Linked DNA regions of Mus musculus: regions 2 and 3 are each linked to region 1. A link is a contact called in public Hi-C and promoter capture Hi-C data. All regions are on one chromosome and are shown on one strand. The core of a region is the stretch at or near the end of the contact, and the rest is flanking DNA. Distances in the headings are between cores, read along the strand shown. Region 1 holds the start of Rhcg (Rhesus blood group-associated C glycoprotein). Region 2 holds the start of Plin1 (perilipin 1). Region 3 holds the start of Kif7 (kinesin family member 7).

Evidence for each region. A called contact is a pair of places that touch in the nucleus more often than the background predicts. Capture Hi-C pulls out chosen DNA fragments and counts their contacts.
Region 2: a contact with region 1 is called in a promoter capture Hi-C map of liver. The contact joins the promoter of Plin1 here to the promoter of Rhcg in region 1. A contact is called at or near these places in 25 of 39 promoter capture datasets (the 3T3-L1 cell line, 3T3-L1-derived adipocytes, the C10 cell line and 14 more), 8 of 15 datasets of contacts at CTCF or cohesin (the G1E-ER4 cell line, the NIH/3T3 cell line, embryonic stem cells and 5 more), 173 of 484 Hi-C or Micro-C datasets (the 63-12 cell line, the AML12 cell line, the AtT-20 cell line and 82 more), 17 of 115 datasets of contacts at active chromatin or transcription factors (Th17 cells, astrocytes, bone marrow-derived dendritic cells and 6 more) and 5 of 9 other capture datasets (adipose tissue, embryonic stem cells, liver and 2 more).
Region 3: a contact with region 1 is called in a Hi-C map of embryonic stem cells, with 1.9 times the contacts expected there. The contact joins the promoter of Kif7 here to the promoter of Rhcg in region 1. A contact is called at or near these places in 24 of 39 promoter capture datasets (the 3T3-L1 cell line, 3T3-L1-derived adipocytes, the C10 cell line and 12 more), 8 of 15 datasets of contacts at CTCF or cohesin (the G1E-ER4 cell line, the NIH/3T3 cell line, embryonic stem cells and 5 more), 150 of 484 Hi-C or Micro-C datasets (the 63-12 cell line, the AML12 cell line, the AtT-20 cell line and 71 more), 16 of 115 datasets of contacts at active chromatin or transcription factors (Th17 cells, astrocytes, embryonic stem cells and 4 more) and 5 of 9 other capture datasets (adipose tissue, embryonic stem cells, liver and 2 more).

The regions. Positions count from the first base shown.
Region 1 is chr7:79,614,984-79,619,589 of GRCm38.p6, forward strand. It overlaps Rhcg (Rhesus blood group-associated C glycoprotein), which reads right to left and starts at 2,674. Exons shown (of 11, transcript NM_019799.3): 1 at 2,357-2,674. The coding sequence starts at 2,543.
Region 2 is chr7:79,730,977-79,735,582 of GRCm38.p6, forward strand. Plin1 (perilipin 1) reads right to left here and starts at 1,800. Exons shown (of 9, transcript NM_001113471.1): 1 at 1,766-1,800; 2 at 1,121-1,179. The coding sequence starts at 1,165.
Region 3 is chr7:79,713,193-79,717,798 of GRCm38.p6, forward strand. It overlaps Kif7 (kinesin family member 7), which reads right to left and starts at 2,515. Exons shown (of 19, transcript NM_001291222.2): 1 at 2,473-2,515; 2 at 639-990. The coding sequence starts at 966.

The sequences.
Region 1 (4,606 bases), core at 1,424-3,923:
AATTAGTGACAAGGGCAACTGGGGGGCGGGTGCATCCTTGGTGGTTAGGGCTCTCAGAGAAGAGAGCATGCTCCTCCTTCTCTCAGGCCATTCTGAGCCTCTTACCCCACTTCCCAGGCTTCCCTTTCAGAGGTCCCTTGGCTGCCCTGCCCCCTCCGCAGCAACCAGAACTCCCCAGTGTCAGAGACTGGCTGTCTGCTCAGAGCACCAGCATCAGCACCACTGGCCTTGGGTGGTATGAGAAGCAGAGCTGTGTTCCCAATAAATCTAGGAGTCCTTGAGGACCAGAGACCCAGGGTGCACAACTTGTTAGTTCAGAGGGACCAGAAACCCTAATTCACGGGGACGGTCAGGGTTTATGTCTTGGTCCTGACTCATTGCTGCCAGCATCCCTTGGTCATGTCAATAAATGCTAATGGAGTGACAGAAAAGAAGACAAGTGGCTACGATGGAGGGACAGGATAGGAGCTGGGGAGACTGAAGACCACATCCCTTCTTAAGGGACATTAGGTTTTATAGCTTTCCATTGTGGGGTCTTGATGACTATCTACCAAAAAAGATAAAAGAACTACAAACACCTACGGAAGCCTTGCCCTTTCCTGAGGGGCTGACTCTGGTGCCCAGATGTGAGCAAAACAGCTGGAGAGTCAAGAATGAATCCTGCCAGGCATGGTGGCACACACCTTTAATCCCAGCACTTGGGAGGCAGAGGCAGGCGAATTTCTGAGTTCGAGGCCAGCCTGGTCTACAAAGTGAGTTCCAGGTCAGCCAGGGCTACATAGAGAAACCCTGTCTTGGAAAACCAAAAAAAAAAAAAAAAAAAGAAGAATACTAAGCTCGCCTGCTTCCCCGCTCGCTTACCAGGTCCTCACCCAGAAGGGGAAAGTTTGGCAACATGAAAAGCGGGTTTGCACTATGGATTCTGAAACTACAGATGCCGAGACCTCTTTTGAAACACACAGCCCTGAATTGAGCCCCTTTATTTCCAGAAACAGAGAATGCTCCGCTGCTGAGCATACAAGCCACAGAGGGAACAAAGGTTGATATAGGCAGCTGCTGGAGAGAAAACCTTCAGAGTTCCCTCAAAAAAAAATTCAATGGCCCATGACTGCATGAGCACCAACTGGTAGAGGAATTGTCATTGGCTGCTAGTGGACAAAGTGGAAACTCTCAGAAAGCACAAGGGCAATGACTGGGTCCTGGGCTGGGAGTCCAAGGTTAGGCTGCCTGGAGTGACCTTGGGCTGCTCATAAGCTCCCAGAGATGCCTAAAGTCTTAAGGTGCCTGTGTGTAGTGCTCTTGTGATTGACTGCTTTGTTGTAAAGTGAGGATTGCTCCCAGTCCTGTCCCTCACACCCCTCCTCACACCATCACCCCATAGAGAAGGAAGTTAAGGTTCATTTTGATTGGCACCGGCCTGAGACCGCCCACCCTGAAGCAGCAGAGCCACGATAGAAGAGAGGTTTGTCACTTAAGGGCCATATTCTTCTTCATCGTCTTTTAAAAATCTGTTAGAGTGTTTTACCTGAATGCTTGACATGTGTGCCTGGTGCCCAGGGAGGGCAAAAGAGGGCATCAGATTCCCTGGAACTGGAGTTATAGATGGTTGTGAGCAACCATTTAAGGGCTAAGAATCAAACCCCTGGTCTTCTGGAAAAGTAGCCAATGCTCTTAACTGTTGAGCCATCTCTCCAGCCCCTACAGCCATATTCTTAGCCATAGCTTCATAGCTTCACGGATGCAGAAAAATCCCAGGAAAAGGAAGGGTGGCCACTGGCTTTTTCCCAAACCCTGGGACCTTGTGGCCCAGCACCACCTCTGGTCCCACACACAGTCTCAGTATCAGAAGTGGAGAGCTATCATGCCATCATTGTGATCCCTGACATCTATCTATATGTGAGGTGTGTGCAAGCCAGATCACCTGCTACTTAGGTGGTAAAGGTGGAATTCTGGCTTTTGACGACACCAAGTAGGCCAGGGACACAGGAGGCATCTGATGGCTGGGAGAGAGATGAAGGTTAAATAAAAAGAAGAAGAAGAAGAAGAAGAAAAAAAAAACTCAAACTAACCAAACAACAATCACAAAATCGGCCCACTTGTTTCAGGTGACTGCCTCTACCAGACTTTCAAAGTGTGAGCACATCTGACCATTTCTCCAGTGACTGGCTCAGGCTGTACCCTGGTGCAGATTCTACCCTGGGACCAGCTGGGAACTGTGGGGCATCATTGGCCCCCTCCATCTCCAGCCTGTCAGAGCCAGGGGCGGACCTAATGCGGAGCCCAGTCAGGCGCCCGCCCAACTAGCTAGGGTCTATCAGGAGACTCCTTAAGTGAATCTGCGGGCCATAGGACTTACTCGGGTAGCGATAGTAAAACTCGTTCTCAACGTCGCTGGAGATGTTCTTGCGCTTCTTCTCCAACCACCAGTGAGCATCGGCTTGGATGTCGTAGCGCACGAACACGCCAAAGAGAACCACCATGGTCACTTGCAGGATCAGGCAGGTGATGGGCAGCCGCCCCCGAAGGTTGGTGTTCCAGGCCATGCTCCGCACTGCTGGCCGCTTGCTCTGAACGCTGGGCTCCGAGACCAGGGAGACGCTTAAAGGACCGGGACACTGGGCGGGGCGGACGCGGAACAGCTGACCATGGTGCCGCCCACGCGCCTCGGGCTCTACCCAACCGGCGAGAGTCCCGCGGGGCCTCCCGAGCCCAGTACCCCTAGAAGGAAAGCTCCAGGTGATGGGAGCAGGGCAGAAGGAAGATGTAGAACGCCCCAACTTCTGCGCGTCCCGTCGATGCCTGGCCTTTCCCGCCCTGTTCGGGTGAACTGGGAGAGAGGATGCTCATCACTCATCCAGATTAGAACAAAGAATTCCCAGACTGGAATCACTATCCCCATCACCCCCCTCCCCTCATCCTTTTTAGGACACACCTTCGGTAATCTAGGCTGGTTTCAAACACTTGGCAATCCTGCCTCAAGCCTCCGACTTGAGCTACCCACCACTTAAGATCCTTTCCTTTTTCAGTTCATGAACTTTAAAGGAGATGAATGAATAGAAAGTAAAGGAAAAAGGAGAGACTGCCCCAGACCCGAGAAGCGTGGGGGGGCGGGTACAGAAAAGCATGAGGAAGAAAATGAAAACCATCAGTTCTATGCCATCTACATGCATTTAGTCTTTCAAGCCTGTCCGAGAGGGCACAGGAATGACCGTTGGAATATTATTCACATACAGCTTGTGCTACTCAACATAAATAGACATCTCCCCAACTCTTTACATCTTTATTTTATTTTATTTATGTCTTCCTTCCTTCCTTCCTTCCTTCCTTCCTTCCTTCCTTCCTTCCTTCCTCCCTTCCTTCCACAAGACAGTGGTACCCCATGCTGGCATAGTGGAGTCTGCAGAGTTCCCCACACAATGATCAATGCTCAGCCACATGTATTACCTATTGGCAAGTAAGGCTGTAAATCTGGCGCCGATGGAAGTACATGGGAAGGAATTCATGGACACATGGAAAGACCTAAGAATCCCTAAGCTTGTGCCACTGATTCCAGACACACTGTCCAACAGTAGGAACTGGCTAGAACACAAGCATCAGTTATCTTGCTTTTTTTTGTTGTTGTTTTTATTTTTTCCCAGACAGGGTTTCTCTGTGTAGCCCTGGCTGTCCTGAAACTCATTCTGTAGACCAGGCTGGCCTCAAACTCAGAAATCTGCCTGCCTCTGCCTCCCAAGTGCTGGGATTAAAGGCGTGCACCACCACTGCCCGGCTCATCTTGCTTTTAAGAAGGATGCTGGACCTGGCAAGATGACTCAGCTGGTAAAGATGCCTGCCATCAAGTCTTGAGTTAGAGCCCTCAGACCCACATGGTGGGAAGAGAGAACCAACTCCCACAAGTTGTTCCCTGGAGGCATGTGTCCACTTGCGTGCAGACACCCGTGGAAGCCAAAGGCATTTGGTCCTGGACCAGAAGTTACAGGGAGCTGTGAGGCACCGCATGTGTGTGCTGGGAACTGAATTTGGGTCCTCTGTAAGAGCAGTGTATGGTTTTTAAGATTTATTTATTTTATATACATGAGTACACTGTAGCTGTCTTCAGACACCCCAGAAGAGGGCATCAGATCTCATTACAGATGGTTGTGAGCCACCATGTGGTTGCTGGGAATTGAACTCAGGACCTCTGGAAGAGCAGTCAGTGCTCTTAACCACTGAGCCATCTCTCCAGCCTGCAGTATGTGTTTCTAACCACGCAAGGTCCTAATCCTCAGCAGAGCATTGTCATGTTTGGAAACAACCAAACACCAAAGGAGCCTTGCCAGCAAGAGGGAACATTTAGTAAGAGCCTGCTGTGGGAAAATTCTCCTATGTACCTTTAAATTTGCAGCAGTTCATAAGGTAGATGTTGTAGCCACATGCTGGAAGTGAAATTGAGTTCTCTGGTAGGCTGAAGACCTTACCAGAGAGAGATTCATACCCTAGGCCATTTGCTTTCAAAGGCTGAGACCCACCATGCTGTTGGTCCTTCACGGCCAGAGGTAAAAAGAGGCTTGATGTCAGGCAAGCACATCCTTAATGGGGGTGACATCTAGGCCCATGACAATGGAGA
Region 2 (4,606 bases), core at 550-3,049, 120 kb after region 1:
AAGTTGGTGGTCCGGTGAGCCTCGGCCTGTGGGGTGTAGTGGGGCCATCTCTTCTTACTCAGATGCCTCCATACTCTTATCAAAACATTTTGCTTTGTACAGCACTTGCACAATTAGATTTCAGAAAGTAGAAAAGGCCCAGTCTGTGAGTGAGAGAGTGATGCTCGTCATGGGGTGGGAAGCTGTAAGGATCCAGGGTAGATGCCTAGAGCTCTCTTAATCGGCACTGTAACTTGCTGGGGCTGCTCCCTGAGTCGGGCTCTGCTTGCGGGAGGCTGAGTTAACAGAGCCATCAAATAGACCTGCCTGGGCTCCAGGACAGAGCAGGCCACACGGATTTTAGCTTTCCATCCTGCAAGTGAGTCAGATATCAGAGGGAGAAAGGCATTCTGACTACAAGAGGAAACACCCTCTTTAACCGTCTGGAAATGGAAGAAGCCACTAATGGTTGGTTAGAAGGTTTAGCGTTTTTTGTGCTCCATTGACCCCTTTCTCATGACTTAGTACAAAGGAAGACAGTCGCCCTTAGTGCAGAGCTTAGTTAAAGCCTACTTTGGAATGAGTGTCCTCTCCTCCAGGGTCATACGCCTGAAGTTCACTCTCTGAACTGGGTCCAAATCAGAGAGGCCCTGGCAAAAGATGTCAAGGACACGTAAAAGTATCAGAATTACTCAAAATCGTGGCGAGAACTGGGCCAGAGCTAAACCCCGAACAGACTAAACTCCTAATTCATTCCCGCACATGGCAGCACAGGCTGTGTGCGGCAGAAGAGGATCAGGGGCTGAAGCCAAAGCCACAGAATGCGTGGGCTCTGTAGGACGCGCGCATCCTTCTGGGTGGTGAGCTTGTGCTTCTGGGTTTAGGACCAGGTGGCTTCTTTCCCTCTGTCTCTCCCGAGGCCCCAGCCGGCATTCCTATCCTTCTCTCCACGGTTCTTAGACCTCTATAGCTATCTCGCCCCTTCCCCCAAAACCCCTGTGAAAGGTGGCAAGGACAGAGACAGTGAGTTCAGAACCTAAGGTAGACATCTTGCTTGAAGTCTCCTGACTCTTCCTCTCTGCTCACCCCCCCACCCCCTTGGTGGCCCATTTCCCACCTCACACGAGCCCATGTCACTTACAGGGAGGTCTCCATCCAGCAGGGTTGGGCCCTTGTTCATTGACATCCTTACTCTCCACGCTGCAAAGCAGAATCCCAGATCTATCAGAAGCCCGCAGGCTTGTCTTTCACAGGCTCCCTCCCTCCCTCCCTCCCTCCCTCTCAAGGCCACCATCTAGCCATCTGGGAGCACAGCTGGCCTAGGTTGGAGGGCGAATGTTACATAGGAGAGATTGTTCCTTGGGGTCCCAACACAAGAAGTTTCCTGGTCTGCTCAAAATGAGCTCCGCATAATCTGTTCAAAATTGATGGTTTTTTTAAATTGCTCAAGAAAAATTAATGTAGGCAATTAGATAAAGATAATGAGATGAGAGAAATGGTTTAGGAAAAAATCTGTGACTGAAAGAGACTAAAGAATGAGTGTTAGGTAGAGCTTAGTCTTTTCTTCACCTTGCCAGCAAGGTTAAGCCTTCTCTCAGAGAGCTGTCTTATGGGTAAGCCACCGGTCCCTCTGTGCCCCTGGTCTCTCATTCTTCTCCTCAGGGGTCCCCCTGCAGATCTCTGCACCCCTTGGTCATTTCCCCCAGGTGCTCTTTCTCCCAGCTCCTTGCCTGTAACACCGAGAAAGCAGCTAGGTAAGGCAGACGCCCAAGGACCCCACACTCACTGCAGCAGACCGCCACCTCAGTCTCAGACAGCCCAGCTGTGGAAGGTCTCCTCCTCAGAAACACTTGCAGCCACTCCAGGGAATCTTGGGCAATGCCTCTCAGACCTCCCAGCTAGAGGAGGGCAAAGAGGAAGAGAAAGCTGGGCCGGCCCATTGCCTTAGCTGTCTGACCCAGGGTGTCCCCTGGGCTCACCCTAACTTCTATGGGGGATGTTTAGGCAATAAAGAGGTGGTTCTCAGAGCTGAAGGACTCATTTGTCAGAGCCCAGAGAAGTTCCAGAATATTTCTGGCTTTCAATGGACAGAAATTGCTTTCCATAAAGAAGCCACTGCAATGTGTGCCATTAAACTTCTAAACTCAAAGTTACATGTCATCCTATAATCTCTGGTCCCTTTCCTGAGAAGTTTCTATGGAACAATATTCAAACATTATTCCATCCTTTCTTGTTTGCTAGCAAGGATGACTATTGAGCAGCATGATTCAAACCCACACAGGGATAGGGTTCACCTTCATGTGTTAGTCTATAGCTATCAAGATCAATTACCTGCAAAAAAAAAAAAAAAAAAAAAAAAAAAAAAAAGACTAGATAGAGCAGTAAGAGTTGAGCTCTTAGTAACCAGGCTCCGCAGGAGATGTCTCATCCTCTGTAAACCCCCAGGGTTAAAGAAAACATTTTGAAGCTGGCTGTTGTGGCACGTGCCAGTAATCCCAGAACTCAGGAGGCTGAGATGGAATTGACAGTTTGAGGGTAGCCTGAGCTAAATAGCAAGCTCGTGTCTCATAAAGCTAGGGGCTGGGGGTGGAGCTCCATGCCAGAGTGCTTTCTGACCTGGCATGTGGAAAGCCCTGGTTTGATCTTCAGTACTGAGGAAAGGAAAGAGGGAGGGAGGGAGAGAGAGAGAGGGAGGGAGGGAGGGAGGGAGGGAGAGAGGGAGGGAGGGAGGGAGGGAGGGAGGGAGGGAGGGAGAGAGGGAGGGAGGGAGGGAGGGAGGGAGGGAGGGAGGGAGGGAGGGAGGGAACTTTACTTAGCCTGAGATGCCACCAGAACAAGAAGGAGGAGAACTATTTGGTTTTGTTCACTTATGTCTGGACAAGTAAAGGTGTTGACAGCTGGTTTGGTTGGTTGGTTGTTGGTTGGTTGGTTGGTTGCTGGTTGGCTGGTTGGCTGGTTGGTTGGTTTTGCCAACCAACAGCACCCAGACAGCCAAGAATTATCCGTTGCTATTCCTTCCTCAACAGGAACTCAAGCCCAAACTCAAACTTTAGTTTCTGATTAATGTTGATGGAGCACTGTGGTGCCAAGCTGTGTCTTTAGACCAACTAGAAAGGGCCTCGTAATCACAGTGAACGAGAGGACGGCAGCACGGTTAGTCCCTATTCACCAGAGTTGATGTTGTTGAGTCTACTAAGTTGTTAGTATGGGTAACAGGATGGAGAGGCACTGAGTAGGGTCACCAAAATGGCTCAGCAGGTCAAGGTGATTGCCACCAAGCCTGGCTGCAAAGTTCAATCCCTGGGTCCCAAAGAATTGAAGGAGAGAATTGACACTGGCAAGATGTCCTTTGACCTCCATATGCATGCTGTGACATTTGAGCATGTGTATAAGTGCGGGTGTGTCCAAGTGCACACGAATACACACATACACACACACACACACACACACACACACACACACACACACACGCACACACACGCACACACACCCCAAATAAATGCATAAATGCAATAAACAATAAGGATGTGAGAAAGGCTACCGATAGATCCTTGGTAGTAAATTTTATCTTCAGTATAATAAAACAGGGAACAAGATGCCAGGAAAGGGAGGGGTGTGGAACAAGGAGCTTCCAGAAGAGGTAATGAATATGTCATGCATTTGATACTTATTAATCTTGGTCTGAGCCTTTGGGCTGTAAGACAGCAGTGGGGAAGGAGGGGAGCGTGTAAAGTGGCCTCTGCCTTTGCTTCAAGGTTCAGGACGAGTAATCTGGGAGACTTGCATCTGGACACAGCCCAGGCTAAAGGGCAGCCTGCCTTCCCAGGCAGTGGCTTTGGGCCAGAGAGGATATAGGGCTCTGTGCCTGAAAGCTCTGCTGACAAAGCCGGTCCTTTGGCTGCTTCTGTACGGATTCTAGGATGTGGGTGAAAGGTGACAAGGGAAAGCGCCAGGCAGATCCTAAGGGCGAGGGTGAGAGGCGGTTCGCCAACACCACAGGGGGATGGGCAGAGGAGCTATCTCATGCTACTCCTCTCCAGGAGAGCAGAGGTCTTGACCACTCTGTGGACAGGTGGGTCCCCAAGCCAAGCAGGGCACTGAGACGTGTGCTGTGTCAGTGCTCAGCAGTGATGCACAACTGTTGGTGTGCTGCCCTGTGCTGCCCTGTAGCTGACAATGTTGGTTTCTTTAAAGAACACAGAAATAGTGTGGGAATATGTTTTCGTTTCAATCCCAGGTTTGGAGGATATGAGGCTGCTTAACAGCCGGGGACTATGATTTGCTTCATTCTTGGATGCTGTTGGTTGAGGTTGGTTGCGGTTGGTTGCGGTTTGTCAAGTAGTCGCGTGCAAAGAGACAAAAAGAGGACATTAGATATCCTGATGGTGAAGATCAAACTTGCCCCGAGGAACTCAGTGCCCCGAATCAGCAGGCAGTAGTCTAATAACATGGTCGTCCCTTTTCCTATCCTGGGCTTGACTCGGGAATTTCTTTCTCTCCTACCTAGTGTTGGGGTTGAAAGGGAAGAGGGGTGGAAAAGGGTGGAAGAGAAAAGAACCCACAAAGTAGCCACAAGCCCAGCTACACAGCTCCCCAGGGCTTCCCAGTGTTTGAAATCCCTCACAAA
Region 3 (4,606 bases), core at 1,265-3,764, 98 kb after region 1:
CAGAGAAACCCTGTCTCGAAAAACAAACAAACAAACAAAAACAAAAAAAAACAAAAAAGAAAAAAGTTTGCAGTCTACCTGGACTACACAGTATCAGGCCAGCCTCAGACAAGCCCCTGCCACAAAAGACGAACAGGCTCCCTTGTAAGGTGATATGGAAACTACTGCCCTTTAATTTTGTTGACAACTTGACCTTGTCTTTGGAGCCCCCAGAGTCAATTTCTGTTTACAATGCACCAGCATAGCATTGTTTTAGCAACCCCACTGCAGTAAAAACAGGAGCTAGGAGAAAATAAAATGGCTCATGTTCCTTAAAGGGGGACAGTTCCTGCCATGGAGTGGCCAAAAGAGTCTTCCCCAGATGCAGAGGCTCCAATCTCAACTGTTCCGATGGGAACATGATTCCGAGCCCTTGGTGACATCCTAAGACACACTTGGTTTTCCTGTTATGATGCCAAAAACCCATTCTTGAGAAAGCCATTCACCCACAAACCCCACTTCCTGCCTTTCCCAGCCACCTGACATGGAGTGCTGACCTCTGCCCAGGAGATGCCCACTCCCTCCTCAGCATCCTTGCCTTGGGGTGGGGGTGGGGGTGGGGGTACAGAAAATTCAGAAACATAGTAAGCATCACTCACCCACACTGGCCTCCCCCATGGTATATGTCTTCCCAGAGCCTGTCTGACCATAGGCAAAGACGGTGGCATTGAAGCCCTCAAAGAAAGCCTCGAGGAGGGGCTGCACGCAAGCCTGGTACACAGCCTCTTGCCCAGTGTCCTCTCCCAGGACCACATGGAACCCAAAGTGTCGGTCCCGCCCCAGGGTGATTCGACCCCGCTCAGGCTCCACACGCAGGCAACTCTGATGACCATGCAGCAGCTCCTTGGGCAGCAATGGGCGAACTCGAAGGGCCACCCTCACGGGGGCCTCCTCAGCCCCAGGCAGCCTCTGGGCCTCCAGCCCCATCTTGAAGGACAGCAGCTACGGAATCTGCAGAGAAAAGAAAAGGCCCTTGCCACTGGCCTGTACTACAGGGGCCAGACCACATAGCTTTGGGGAGACTGACGGAGGGGTAGTCAAAGTTCAGAGCATCTGCCCAAAGGGGCACCCAACTGACACAAACCACAAAACCATAAAGCCACAGTAACTTTTCTTGACATCCTCCCCTGGCCAAAAAATAAAAAATAAAAAAAGCCCCAGCACTTGATATCTCCGGTTTTTGTGTTCCAGCTGTCCCACTCCCCCTTCTAAGTCTCTACCATTGCTCCTCCCTGAAACTGCTTGACACCTGCCCATCTTCTTCAAAGAAGCCAAAAGATCCTTCAAGACCAAATTCCTATCACTAAACTCTGCCAGTTCTTTTTTTTTTCCATTTTTTATTAGGTATTTAGCTCATTTACATTTCCAATGCTATACCAAAAGTCCCCCATACCCACCCACCCCCAACTCTGCCAGTTCTATCTCCTAAGTATCTCTCAAGATTATCAGCTACACTCCTCATCCTGTTGCCAAAACCAGTCATGCTGCTGACACCCTGAAGGGATAACTTCTGCCTGCTCCCTTTCCGAGTTTCAGTCTCCCCGACCTCTCCAACCGCGCAGTCTAGAGCATCTTTCAAAAACACAGTTGTGACAGTCTCATTTTTACACCCCACTAACAATAAAGGAAGCTTAGAACACACTCCCTACCTTCCCCATCTCCTGAATACCATGCCTTTCCTCTCAGGCCATCAACCTCTGTGTTACCATCTTCATCCACCCACGCTTGGGCTGGGCTCACCTTCCCCACAGGGCCAGGGAAGCTGCTCTGCTCTGTCCCATCACCACTACAGACAGCCCTTTGTGCTGCCCACATCAGACACTGACCACACGGATGCCAGAGCCAGAGTCTCTCTCCCCATGGAAAGCAAGAACCCTCTTTGTCTATTTCGAACTCTATCATCAGCACCCAGCACAGGGTACAATACTATCTAGCAATCCGTGAGGACCCCTCCCGCCCCCAATCTCGCCTTCTCCTTTCTCACCACATTCTTCAACCGCAGTATCCCACGCTACACTTCGTTGTTTTCGTATTTACTGTTTAGCATCTCTGCTTGTATAACCGCTCATTCATTCGGTTCTGGTTAGGTGCTGGAGCCTGGGTACACAGAGGTAACAGTGCCTGGCGGCACTCCAATCCCCAGGTAGACTCTGGAGCTGTGTGTGGTCCCGGCTTCTCCTTCCCCACAATCAAGGCTCCGAGCCTCAAAGGCGCCCTGACAACTCCACCCGCGCGATCGGCCTCTGGGAACAGGCCCTCCCGGAAAGTTTGCAAAAGTGATTACAAACGTGGACCCTCGCAGGCTGCTCCTCCTGGCCCGGCCCGCCCAGTGAGGGAGCTCGCAGTAAGCTGAGGGGCACAGATGGGGGGCTGCTCAGTCGCCTCCCGGGTGAGCCCTGTCTAGCCCTCCATCCCCTCGGGACCCACACCCACCTGCCAGAGTGCGAGCGCAGTCCCGGGACGCGCAGCCAAGCTCGGCGCCCCGACCCGGCGCGCTCCGATGCCGTCATCGGGACCCCCGCCCCCCCAAACATCCCTCCCTTCACCCGCAACCCCGCCTGCCCCGGCGCTCGGGGGCGGAGGCGCAGGCAGGGCGCCTCCAAGTCGGTCCGCAGACGGGGCTGGGCGGGCCCTCCTATGGGGGAGGGGCGGGCCTCTGCCGGGGGGCGGGCCCAGGGAAGCAGCCAGTGGCTTCTCTTCAGGTCTTAGAAAACTGGGAAATCGGCACCAGACATCTGTCTTCTCATAGACCCACTTCTTTCTTTCTGCTCCCAGGGTTAAGCCATAATCCTCATTAAAAACAAAACGTAACAACAACAAAACCACCTTCCCTAGGAAGTTTTAGTTCCTAAAACTATGTCTCATTTTAGGATTTATGAGATTCAATCGCAGTTTAGAGTCACTGTCAAGGGACACTTGTCATCCAGAGAGGCAAAGCTGGCTGTCCATCTCTTTGACTGGAAACACCATGCTTTGTTGAATTTGTAATTCAAATCTAGAATCCAAGCCAGGGTGAGTGGCCCATGCCTATAATCCCAGAACTCTGCAGAATCCTTGAGCAGCAGGGGATCAGCACCATCCTGGCTACAGAGGTGTAGCCTCTGGACAAACACAAAAATAAAAAATCTGGAAAGCAGACTGGGAGAGGCAGAGTGGGGCATTTGCCTAGCATGAGGGAAGTCTTGTTTTTTTATCCCAAGTACCACGAATAACCACCACCATCCCAGAATACATATTTATCACTTAAAACACCACTAAAGAAAAACAAATTTTGATAGATGTATTCAGATGACTGCCTGCTATAGAGGCAGCATAATTAAAGGCTGCAGAAATGTCCAGTTCTCCCAGATCTATATGAGAAAACACTCAGCCCCATACAGTAGAATCACAGCCTGAAGTGAGGCCAATGATGAGGCCATGTGGTGTCTCATTGGTAAGATAAGCAGGGGCCGGGGGTCCCTGATAGGCATATTCTCTCCCTTGGTGACACAGATACAGGCCAGATTAGACCAGATTAAAAGTAGATACAGGCAGGTTTATTAGGAGGCAGATCTCTGGTGGGTTCACCGATCTCACAGGTGGAGGTCAGTGACGTCACACATCCGCTAAAGCAAGGGGCTTTTATAGAGTTTAGGTGAGGAGTGCCAGCAAGGAGCTGGGGTGATGTTCACACATGGTCAAAAACTGAGCCCCTGGGTGGGCACTCTTGGGTGGGTTGCTGGCAACGGGGAGCCCAAGAGTGATAAAGTGATGATGTGTTAGCCAGACATTTTCTCTGGGAGGGCAGAGTTGGAGGAAAGGAGGGCAGATGGGTTTCCCAACTTGTGCAGGGCACGGGCAGGAGTTCCAGACTAACAATCCCCAGCAGGTTGAGTCAGGGGCAACAACAGTGCCTGCTCTCCCACATGTATGATCTGTCATCTACAGACACTAAGTACCCAGAGGAGTGAGGGAGCATCACCACGTGGTGTGGCATGCTCTTGGGATCAAGTGATCTGTCCCTAGGTTCTTTCCTTCACTTCCTGTATGTCACGTGCTCTGCTCATCCCTGAGCTAAGCTCCGACAGGGTGATGGCCCTATAGGGCCTCAGGAGATGACAGACTGAGGAGCCATCCACAACCATATCCTAGACTTTTCAAATAGGAGTATAAGGAAGGGCCACCAAGAGGACACCAGGCAGCTCTCTGTTAGATGCATGAGAGCTGATGCTTGGGAGCCACCAGAAGTTGTGGCACTTCCTATAAAATACAGTTCCGTGAAGGAGATAAAGCAATAGGGCAATGCAGGCTCAGCTAGAGTGGAATTGCAGCTAGAGGCTCAGCATGCTGTGGAATTGCACGGTGGGTCCCAAACAGTTGGAGCCCTGAGCAGGAGTAACACAAAGTGCAAAGCAGCCTGCCACGGAGACAACAGAAGAGATTCATTTAGGCTGTGACTGCCAAGAAGCCAGCCGCGGAGCTGCATAAAGCTCACACGGTAATTGATGGAACCTCACGTTTTCCAGAGGAGTTATGACTGTAATTATAACAGCAATTACAGTAATTAAGTTACAGGGGAAGTAACACC